2 separate regions of the Astyanax mexicanus genome follow, and region 1 is linked to region 2. A link is a contact called in public Hi-C data. All regions are on one chromosome and are shown on one strand. The core of a region is the stretch at or near the end of the contact, and the rest is flanking DNA. Distances in the headings are between cores, read along the strand shown. Region 1 overlaps LOC103034396 (mediator complex subunit 13L). Region 2 holds the start of LOC103034396 (mediator complex subunit 13L).

Region 1 (4,832 bases), core at 1,686-4,185, 92 kb after region 2:
CTTTACTTATTTTTACAAGGTTTCTAAGCCAAAGATGTTTGCAAAACTTGTGTGACATTTAAAAAGCATGTTTAAAAGCAACTCCACTAATTCCTTTGATTTTCTCTCAAAAAAGTAATTGGCTGCATGTTCATTTTTACATTGACTTCCATTGAACGTTTTTCTTATCTTGTAAAACTGTTATTGAAATAAGTACATGAAAAAAAAATAATTAATAAAGCACTGTATTGTATGTACCAGTACATTTGGCACTGTTTTGGCTGAACCAAAATATATTCAATTTATTATTTTTCACAGCTTAGCTTCCTATTGAAAATGAAATCTTTTATTTAAGAAAAAATATATATTTCTGTAATTTATAATATCAATAAATCTGCACTTCATGTTTTGTTTTTTTAATCTTTTTTTTTAACTTGTAAAATATTCCCATGGTCTAAGTCATGCTTCCGACGCTGCTGAGTGTTTAGAAATGGTTTTGTTTACCGCATGAATTCGTGCAGTGTCAGGCACGCTTTCAGAGGGATTTCTAACCTACATCTGTAACCAAGTATCTGACCATAACAGGAAGCTTGCTTCTCTTTTTTCCACCCTCATGTCAGTTTTCAACAGAAGTTACTGTACCTGTTTCCTGCCGAGCGCACAGCCTCTGTTAGAACGCCTGCAGTCTGCTTTCAATGGATGTTTGCTGTCTTCTTCTTCTTTTTGCTTTTGGAGCTGCTGCTTTCTGCACCTGCTAAACACTCCTCTGCAGTCTGAGACGCTGAGCTATACACTTACTGACTGACTGGCTGTGTCTGATCAGTACTGCAAAGACTAGACTTTTATAAATAATAAATAAGAAATCAGGTCACTGATTGGATTGTGATTGAAGGGAGAGTTGAGTGTGCTGTGCTTGTTGGTGATGTTTGTGAGGAGCTGGAACTTGCAGCTGTTCTGCTTGTGCAAGTGTTTCAGTAGCAGTTGTCCAGGAACATGTTATGTAAAAATCTTTGTCCCTATCTGGTGAAGTGAGGCAGAGTTTTATAGCATAATGTAAGAAACTGATACTTGAAAAATGTATAATGTCTTTATTGCCAGTTGAGAAATTTACTTCTGATGGTTAGACGGCTGCCTTTTGGGGTTAGATGGTTGTTGCCATTGAGAAAGTCTTCATTTTGTTGGCTCAACTTACAGAAGGCTATGAAGTTAAGCTAAGCTACTAAATTACTCAGCAGCAGGGATGTGCCATCACAATCATATGTCACATGACATACAGCTCTGGTAAAAAATTATAGACTACTTTAGTTTCTGAATCAGTTTCTCTGATTTTGCTATTTATAGGTATATGTTTGAGTAAAATAATAGCACGATATGTCATGGTATTTTTGCGATAATGATACTTTTGGCGATATGACAAAACACTGAATAAAAAAATCTATATATATTATTTTAGAAATACACTACTGCCAAAAATGATTTTTTTTAATTGCATAAATTTTGCTCACCCCTAACTGAGATACAATAAAAAAGCGCAAGAATTTTATCACATTTGTAAGAGAAGTCAATGGACCTGAATGTCATGATACTAATAATAATGCACTCCAAATATCTCCATATATCCAGGACTGATAAATGATACTGGACAGATATAATCTGTCTCTAGTAGATATATAATAGGAAATGACAACAGTGTAATTTTTTCTTTTGCAAAAACAGCAAAAAAAAAAGTAGTACCCTGATGTGATAATTAGGGGTGGGTGATATGGCATGATATTTCAGGGTATAATATCATTTACAATATTCAAAAATGTTCGGGATATTATTGTGTACAATATGATATGGCACACCCTTACTCCCAACCTGTAGAAAGAAACCAGAAGCAAAATGATATATACTAATTCTCACATAATACTGCATTTACATTGATTCTGGACATTATTCGCTAATTAGCTACACACATATGTTTTTTGACCACTGCTTAGAAATGTAAGTGTTTTCATAAATTATGATAATGATGTTAATATTAGAAGCAAGTCCTCTAGTCCAAGCCTGGCATTAGGCATGGTGCCATTATAGGTTCATGTTTATCTGCTCCAGAGAGAGTTTTTGTTTTTGTTGGCAATACTTCGCTTCAGGGACTAAAAGACAAGCTGTGTGTGTATTAGGGGTGGGCAATATGGCCCTAAAATAATATCACAATATTTCATGTTTTTTTGTGATAATGATACTCTTGGCGATATGATAAAACACTTAAAAAAAATAAAAAATACACTATACACTGCAAGAAAAAAATAATTAATTAATTAATCATTAAAAAAAAAAAAAAAATATATATATATATATATATATATATATATATGTTTATATATTACATACAATATAATACTGCACACCCCTAAGTGAGATATTAAAAAATACATTTATAAAAATATATTTATTGATTTGTAACAGAAGTCAATGCTCTAGAATATCATGATGCTAATAAGAATGCACTCCATATATCTCCATATATCCAGGATTAAAGTAAAATAAATGATACTGGACAGATATAATCTGTCTCTAGTAGATATATAATGGGAAATGGGATGGGTGATACGACACAATATTTTAGGGTATAATATCGTTCACGATATTAAAAAATGTTAACGATATTATCGTGTACGATATGGCACACCGCTAGTGTGTATATGTGTGCATTTGCACATCTGTGTCAGCAGTGAGTGCGACATATTGCATATTCTCACGTCTCTCTCCTCAGTCGATTCCTCACTGCTCCCAGACCGGTCCCTTATTACACCATCTCTGAATTTAAATAAGAATCGTAGCGTTTTGATGCGGCAAGATCAAGCAGCTTCTCCAGAAATGCCAGTTGCACCCTCCCCACCCCCTCGCCGGCCCCTACTGTGAGCACTGCCCCATTACCCCGTCTTAATCCCTCTAATAGCGGTCTTGCACCATTAGCGTGTGAGCGGTCTCTCTGCTCTGTCTATACATCTGCTCGCACGCTCCCTGATCATTAATAAATCTGCAGTCACGCCATGTGCAGACACACTCTGAAGTGCTGTCACTTACCTTAATCACAATTGCTGTATAATACACTGCTCAGCATCAGTGCTTAGCACGAGGACATGTTGCCTTCTGTGGAAATGCTGTGTATTTTCCTGCTGCTGCTTCAGTAAAACCAGTACTTTGTTCAGATTTCACATCCTTTCTGCTTCATGCTCATCAAAGTGTCTTTTGTAGAATGAAAAGTAGATCAAATCAAGACCGAAATAAGGAATTGAGTGTAGGCTTGCAAGGGTATGTTATTTTTGCCGTATGATAACATTATCAGAAAATATCACAGTATCACCATTTCAAAATGACCCCTAAAGTATTAACAAAGTAAAAATAATAAGTAATAAATAAATAATTAATTTCACTTATGATGGATGATGACTCTAGTAAACATACACTGCGTGGCTGCTGTGGGATGTATGATGATATTCAATTTTGAAATTTAGCTATTATTCTGAGCAGGATTATTCACTGATAGTTGTTGATAGGCTGAGTGAGGATTGGTTGGATAAAGTAAGTATTGCTGTTTGCTACGATATGTATATCATGTCCGCAACTTGTTCTGAATCTTTGTCTGAAACCTAGAATTGCTGGTTAGCAGCGATAGTAACAGCCAACACAGCTGCCAGCCTCTGCATTGTTGGAGCATTTTAGGCGCAATACAAACTGTTTTTCTGACCTGGATTAACCACTTATAGTTGTTGACAGTGTTGCTGAGCCCTCTTGGGGTATCAAGGGAAATTCCATGATTTTTTTGTGGGTAAAATCAGTTTAGATTGTTTCTGTTTCTTTTTTCTGGTTTGAGTGTTTTGAGTATGGAGACAGTTGTGTTGCTGAGACTGTGGGGCAGATGAGTTGGACAGGAGATGCACATAGGTGGATGAGATTTTCTGTTTGCTTGACTCCAATGCCTGTAATATGTAAATATCCATTGGTCTCTCTATTGTTTTTTTTTTTTAATTAAAAGCATTAACCCTCTGTGATCGAGGAATGATCTGTGTTTCTTCATCTTAATTTTTTAGATTTTTTAGATTTTGATTGTGTATCTTATCATAAACTAGCCAATCAGAGCAGAGCACATCATATTGTTTGTGAGTTCACCTTCATTCAGAGGTAGAATAACAGGGTTAAATGACCACGTCTGAGCATTTTTCACACTTACCAAAGCCATATACTTACTCGTAAAGGAATGCTCCATTATATAAATAATATAAATAATATATAATATATATTTAAAATTAACAAAGACATCATATTAATTTTTATAAAAAATGAATGCAAATTAATAATTTTTTTTATAAATTTTATAAAAAATTAATGGCAAAAAGTTAAATATACAGCTCTGAATAAAAAAATTAAGAGAACACTTAAATTTCTGATTTTACTATTTATAGGTTTATATTGAAATAAAATGAACATTATTGTTTTTTCTATAAACTACTGACAACATTTCTCCCAAATTCCAAATAAAAATATTGTCATTTCGAGCATTTATTTGCAGAAAATGTGAAATGGCTGAAATAACAAAAAAAGATGCAGAGCTTTCAGACCTCAAATAATGCAAAGAAAACAAGTTCATATTTATAAAGTTTTCATAAATAGTTCATAAATCAAGTGGAAGGTGGAATAATCCTGGATTTTAATCACAGTTTTCATGCATCTTGGTATGTTCTCCTCCACCAGTCTTACACACTGCTTTTGAATAACATTATTTCACTCCTGGTGCAAAAACTAAAGCAGTTCAGCTTAGTTTGAAGGATTGATTATAATCCTAAAATCAAAGAAACTCATCATTT
Region 2 (5,250 bases), core at 889-3,388:
GTTAGGTTCATATCCTCTTTAACCCTTTCACATCCAAATTCAGAGGAAAAGAATATGCACATGATCATTCTAAACACAGTCATACATCCTATTCTTTCACAAACAATATATGGCTGTAATTACTGTTTATTTGTTTGTTTGGATTCTTTCTTAATCTAACTTATTTAGAAACATTTTTCAGTTATTTTAAATTGCTCAGGAACTCAATGGAAACATGGAAAAGTTTCAGAATGGAAGCTAATCTCATCTCTGGCAGAAAGAAGGTAGCTGACCAATGTTGGCTTACTAATGGCAAAGCTGGTTATTGGCATTTTTCTCAGCATTTTCTGGGAGACTTGCCAGATACTTTTGTTTTCTTTTATAAAGTAGATTAGAAAAGAGTATTCATTCATTTTCAATTAAATCATTTTATTTCAGACCTAGTCATTATTATATTTGTAATAACTGCCGTCATTATTTTTTCAAATAAAAGTCTCTGTGCATTTATAATATAGTTGGTGAATGAGCTAGTTAAATTAGATTATTGTGCATTAAAATGATCTGGATGTATCAACATTGTCAGTCAGTGGGGTGCTGAACTTAAAATATATCAAAATATATGCTTGCCATACAGGATGGTAATAACTACACAATCACAGTCTGACAAATTGACTGTGTAGATTTTTAATACGCTCAACACTAATAGTGCCTATCTAAATGAGATATTTAGTTGTGGGGACAACCTATTAAGACGTGGGAACAAAATAATTAAGTCATGGTCCCAACTTATTAAGGCATGGGAACAAAATAATTAAGTCATGGGGACGACTTCTTAAGGCATGGGAATGACATCATTAACGCTTTAATAAGTCATCGCCACATGTTACTATTTTTTTTTTTTACATGATATCACCATAGAACTGTACTGCTTGGAAAGTTTACACACTACATTAAAAACTCATGTAAAAACTCATTTTTTATTAGTCTGCAAAATGACTTTTGTGCTTGGACTTGACACACAGAAGGTCTGACACACTTCATCTTCATCTAAAACACAGTGGCATATTAGAGGGAGCATGCCTTTATCTTCTTCTGCTTTTTCATCTTTTTTCTTTCTTTTTTCCTCTCTGTTTTGTATTTTCTTTTCTTTTTTTTTCTTCTGCTTATGGTGTGTTTAATTGGGTATCAGCGCCTCTAGCGTCGAGATGAGGTTCTGTCCCTCTCTCTCTCTCTCTCTCTTTTTTCTATCAAAAGAGGCTGAAAACGCTGCTGTAATCCCTTTGCTTTGATCACGTGCTTTTTTTGTGCTCTACTTTGCCAAATAGGAAAGCGAGTCTCTGTCGAAGCCTGGCGGCCGCCATTACATAGCTATGCGTGGTGGGCTGTCGAATAGCGCGAAAAGCTGCCAGCGACTGTTAGCGTAAGCACACACACACTACACTGTTTCTCACACACACACCGTCTCTATCTCTCTGTCTCTGCCTCTCTCTCACTCTCACACAGACACACACACATAAAAAAGTCACAGACACACACATATAGGCTACACTGTTTGTCACATCTACAGTATCTCTGTCTCTCTCACACACATACATATACACAGTCACACACAGTGGCTACACTTTTCCTCACAAATACAATATCTCTCTCTTACACACACACAAACACAAAGTCACACACACATATGCTACACTGTTTCTCTCTCTCTTACACACATACACACATATTTACACAAAGTTACACACATACACACAAATAGGCTACACTGTTTCTCTCTCTCACACACAGCCTCTCTCTCTCTCAATTTAATTCAATTCAATGTGCTTTATTGGCATGATAAATAGTGATACATTTCTGTTGCCAATGCCTGAGTTATACAGTTTTAACAGTAAATAATAGTGGACTGTCTCAGAGATTAACAATTTCTAAAGTGTAGAAATTAACAATTTCTAGAAAACAATTATCTATTTCTCTCACACACACAAACACATACATACACACACATAAGCTACACCGTTTCTCACAAACACACTGTCTCTCTAAAACACACATACACACACATAAAGTAAGACCCCTCTATTTGCATAGCCTCCATCCAAACACAGAGCGTGCGTCGCGTGTGTTGTGTGTGTTTTTTTTTAAGGATCCAGGAGCCTCGCTCTGTTCGATTTGTCCTCGGAGTGTCTCGGAAGCGCTCGGAACCTCTCGCTCGCGCTCGGCAGCTCTCGGCGACTCGGGGAAACAGCGGCTAAACAGTGCAACAGTGACGGATGGCACGCCGTGGACGCTTTCGGAGAGAGCTCGCTGTGTGATTTCTGGCCGACTCGAGCAGGGCAGATAGCTGAGGAGGCTCGTCAGACGGCCGTGTTTACTCGGTGACTGGAGCTATCGGCGGTGGATCTGTTCCTTATCTAGCTTATCCTGTATCTTAGTTATCTATCTGTCTGTCAGCGACTCGGACTCGTTTCTGGCTTTTGTTTGATTTTATTTAGCTTTACTTCTACAAGAAGAAGAAGGAGAACAAGAAGAAGAGAAACTGGCGAGAGAGAGAGAAAGAGAGAAATATCTCCGGGAGAGGACGTTACGTTATTTCGTAATTTCGTTCTACTTAGCTAACTAGCTAGTTATGTTTATAACCAGAGAAAGGAAGGAAGTTTTTTCCCCTTTCTCTTCAGTTTTTTTCCTTTCTCTTCTGTTTGTTGGTTTTTAGCTTATCTAAGAAAGCTAAGCTAGGTTTGGTAGCTAAGGAAGATTGCAGTTGCTGCTGCTGTTTGTTGCTACGGCTGCTGCTGCTGTTGTTGTTAGCTAGCGTTAATGTTAGCTTAATGTTGTTTTCTTATTGTTTTAACTAGCTAAACAGGTTAACTAGCTTTGCGTTAGCTAGCTAGGTTAGCTGACTAACTAGTTATCTTAACTAACTGCATAGCTAATAAGGTTTCTTTAGCTGGTTAAACATGTTCGTTTGTTGTCTTCGCTAGGTGGCTAACTAACGTTACCTCCTTCCCTAGTCTCTCTCTTTCTGTGACTGGGTGACTGAGAGACTGATAAAGAGAGAGAAAGAAAGAGAGTGAGGGAGGGAGTGAGAGAGTGAGGACAAGAAGAGGAGGGTCAGGTTTTTATTTTTAGCTCCTCCAGAACGCTAGTTAACTAGCTGGGGTTAGCTAGCTTGCGTTAGTTGCAAAGTGAAACGAGGATTTTTCACCATTCTTCCTTCCTCCCTTGCTCAGAAGCCAGACTGTGTTGTTGCTCGCGTATCAGGGGAAGAGTGAGGACGGCTCTATAAATAGCTCCAAAGAGAGGGAGAGAAACTACATCGACGTTAGCCAGCTAGTATCATTTTCTCTCGTGTGCCCCCTCTCTCTATCTATCGCTCTCTCTCCTCAGTCTGTGTGTGTGAGTGTGTGTGTTTTTTGCCGCCTTCTCTCATATATGGAGGGCTGTGGGGGAGTCAATGGAGTCCGCTCACTCGCTCCGCGCTTCTGTATTGTTCCTAAACAGAGACGCTTCAGTGGATTATACTAGCCATAGCGAGCTACAAAACTGAAACTTGAACTGGGAGCACGCCGATATTGAGACGTGTCCTCTTTTTTGTGTGGATTTTTTTTGTTGTGTGCAAGAAAAAAGGAGAAAGAACCGAGAGGATTGGAGAGAAGGAAGGAAAGAAAGAAAGGGCATAACTGGTCCTGGCTCTTGCTTTTTTGAATTACATTTATTTTTTTTCTTCTCCCGTGGATTACTAGGATATACTGTGATTATAGATATGCTATTACAGTTATTGTATTAGTAGTAGAAGAAAAAAACAAAAAACAAGTCAACTGGCATGGACAAGGATGGTCAAATCATCTCACGGCGGCTAGGAGGATTAAACACACGGAGGATCATCATCATCATACCCACCGCCACCGCATCGCCACAGACAATGATTCGGTTTCAGCCGCCTGACGAGAAGCATCCGAGCCACCCCGAGCTCGTGTGGATGGAAACAAAGTGTTAGTGCTAGCGCTAGTTTTCAGTTTTCGCCCCGAAGAAAAGAAAAAAAAGCGGAGACGGAGAAAGGAAGGAAGGAATTAAACCCTAAGGCATTCCTACGGATTCGCTACAGTGTTTTAAAAAAAGAGAGAGAGAGAGAGAAAGAGAGAAATCACGCCTCCGCTGGTTTACACTGCGTTGTTCCTCTCAGTCTGCTGGCTTTCTCCGTGATTTTTCTATATTTGTTGCTTGCTTTACTACTGAAGGAATCGTTCATCCACCTTCTTCAACCGACAACCAACCTACCCACCTACCTTCCTTCCTAAGTACCTGCCTAACTACCCCCTCTCAGAACCCTCTGCTCGGTTCTGATACCGATCGAGGATCTCGACATGCCCTACGCTGACGAGCCCATCGGCGGACGATTATGACTACAGCAGCGAACTGGGTGGCTAACGGGGCGAGCCTTGAAGACTGCCATTCCAACCTTTTCTCTCTGGTACGGTCAACCAACCTACTTCTATACACTCACTTATGTCCCATAGAGTCTAGCTAGCTAGTGGCAGCGATTGGGCTGGAGGGGGGAATGAAGCAGCTGAGGGGGTGTGGTGGTGGTGGTGTTGGGTGGGTGGGTTTGTGGGGTTTGTGCCTGACTGCCTGGAAGTGTGTGTGTGTGTGTGTGTATGTATGTATATGTGTGTCTGTGTGTTGGTTGTGGGGTTCTCCTTGAGGGCAGGGACCAATCAACCATCCACCCACCACCAGCCTACTGTTCTCAAGGTACAAAGGTGAAGCAATCTCTGGTAGCCTACTGTTATTAGCCAATCATTAACATGCCAAAAGAGCCTGAGAGCTGGGCTGGCTTGGAAAGGTAGGTTAACATTTCTTTTTTTGGCAGTCTGCCTCCTCATGAAATGAGCTTGAGGGCTACTGTACTGTTCCCCACGGTGTGGTGGTCAGGAGTGGTCAGGATTCATACTCACCATTCATCATGCCATTGAAAAAAGAAAGGAAAGAGATGCCTTGCTTTGGCAGACAGTTCATAATGGCCAGCTGCTACTGTATGGTATGGTTGGTAGTTGATTGGGAATGTTGTGCTGCTATTGCTCGGGTTGCTTGTTACACACACACACACAGGCAAATCTGTTTACTCAAGTTTCAGACAAAAACCCTTTGGGGAAAGGAGAGACAGGTTCAGCTGGGTGTTTTCTTAAGCTGAGCAGAATTCCCTCATCGCTGCAGGACATGCGAACCCTTTTGAAGGGGAAACATTGAGCACATCTCATTTACTGTCAGTTACTG

Evidence for each region. Hi-C and Micro-C count contacts between places; a contact is called where the count stands out from the background.
Region 1: a contact with region 2 is called in a Hi-C map of muscle, with 7 times the contacts expected there. The contact joins the enhancer-like site here to the promoter of LOC103034396 in region 2. A contact is called at or near these places in 2 of 3 Hi-C or Micro-C datasets (both in muscle).

The regions. Positions count from the first base shown.
Region 1 is chr1:20,386,271-20,391,102 of AstMex3_surface, forward strand. The region is part of intron 2 of LOC103034396 (mediator complex subunit 13L); the gene reads left to right. Among protein-coding and RNA genes, the nearest start is that of LOC103034396, 91 kb to the left of the region's middle. Within about 2 kb of position 2,936, the one cell type or tissue checked has an H3K27ac peak away from gene starts, as active enhancers do.
Region 2 is chr1:20,295,122-20,300,371 of AstMex3_surface, forward strand. LOC103034396 (mediator complex subunit 13L) reads left to right here and starts at 2,139. Exons shown (of 31, transcript XM_049474584.1): 1 at 2,139-4,447. The coding sequence starts at 4,376.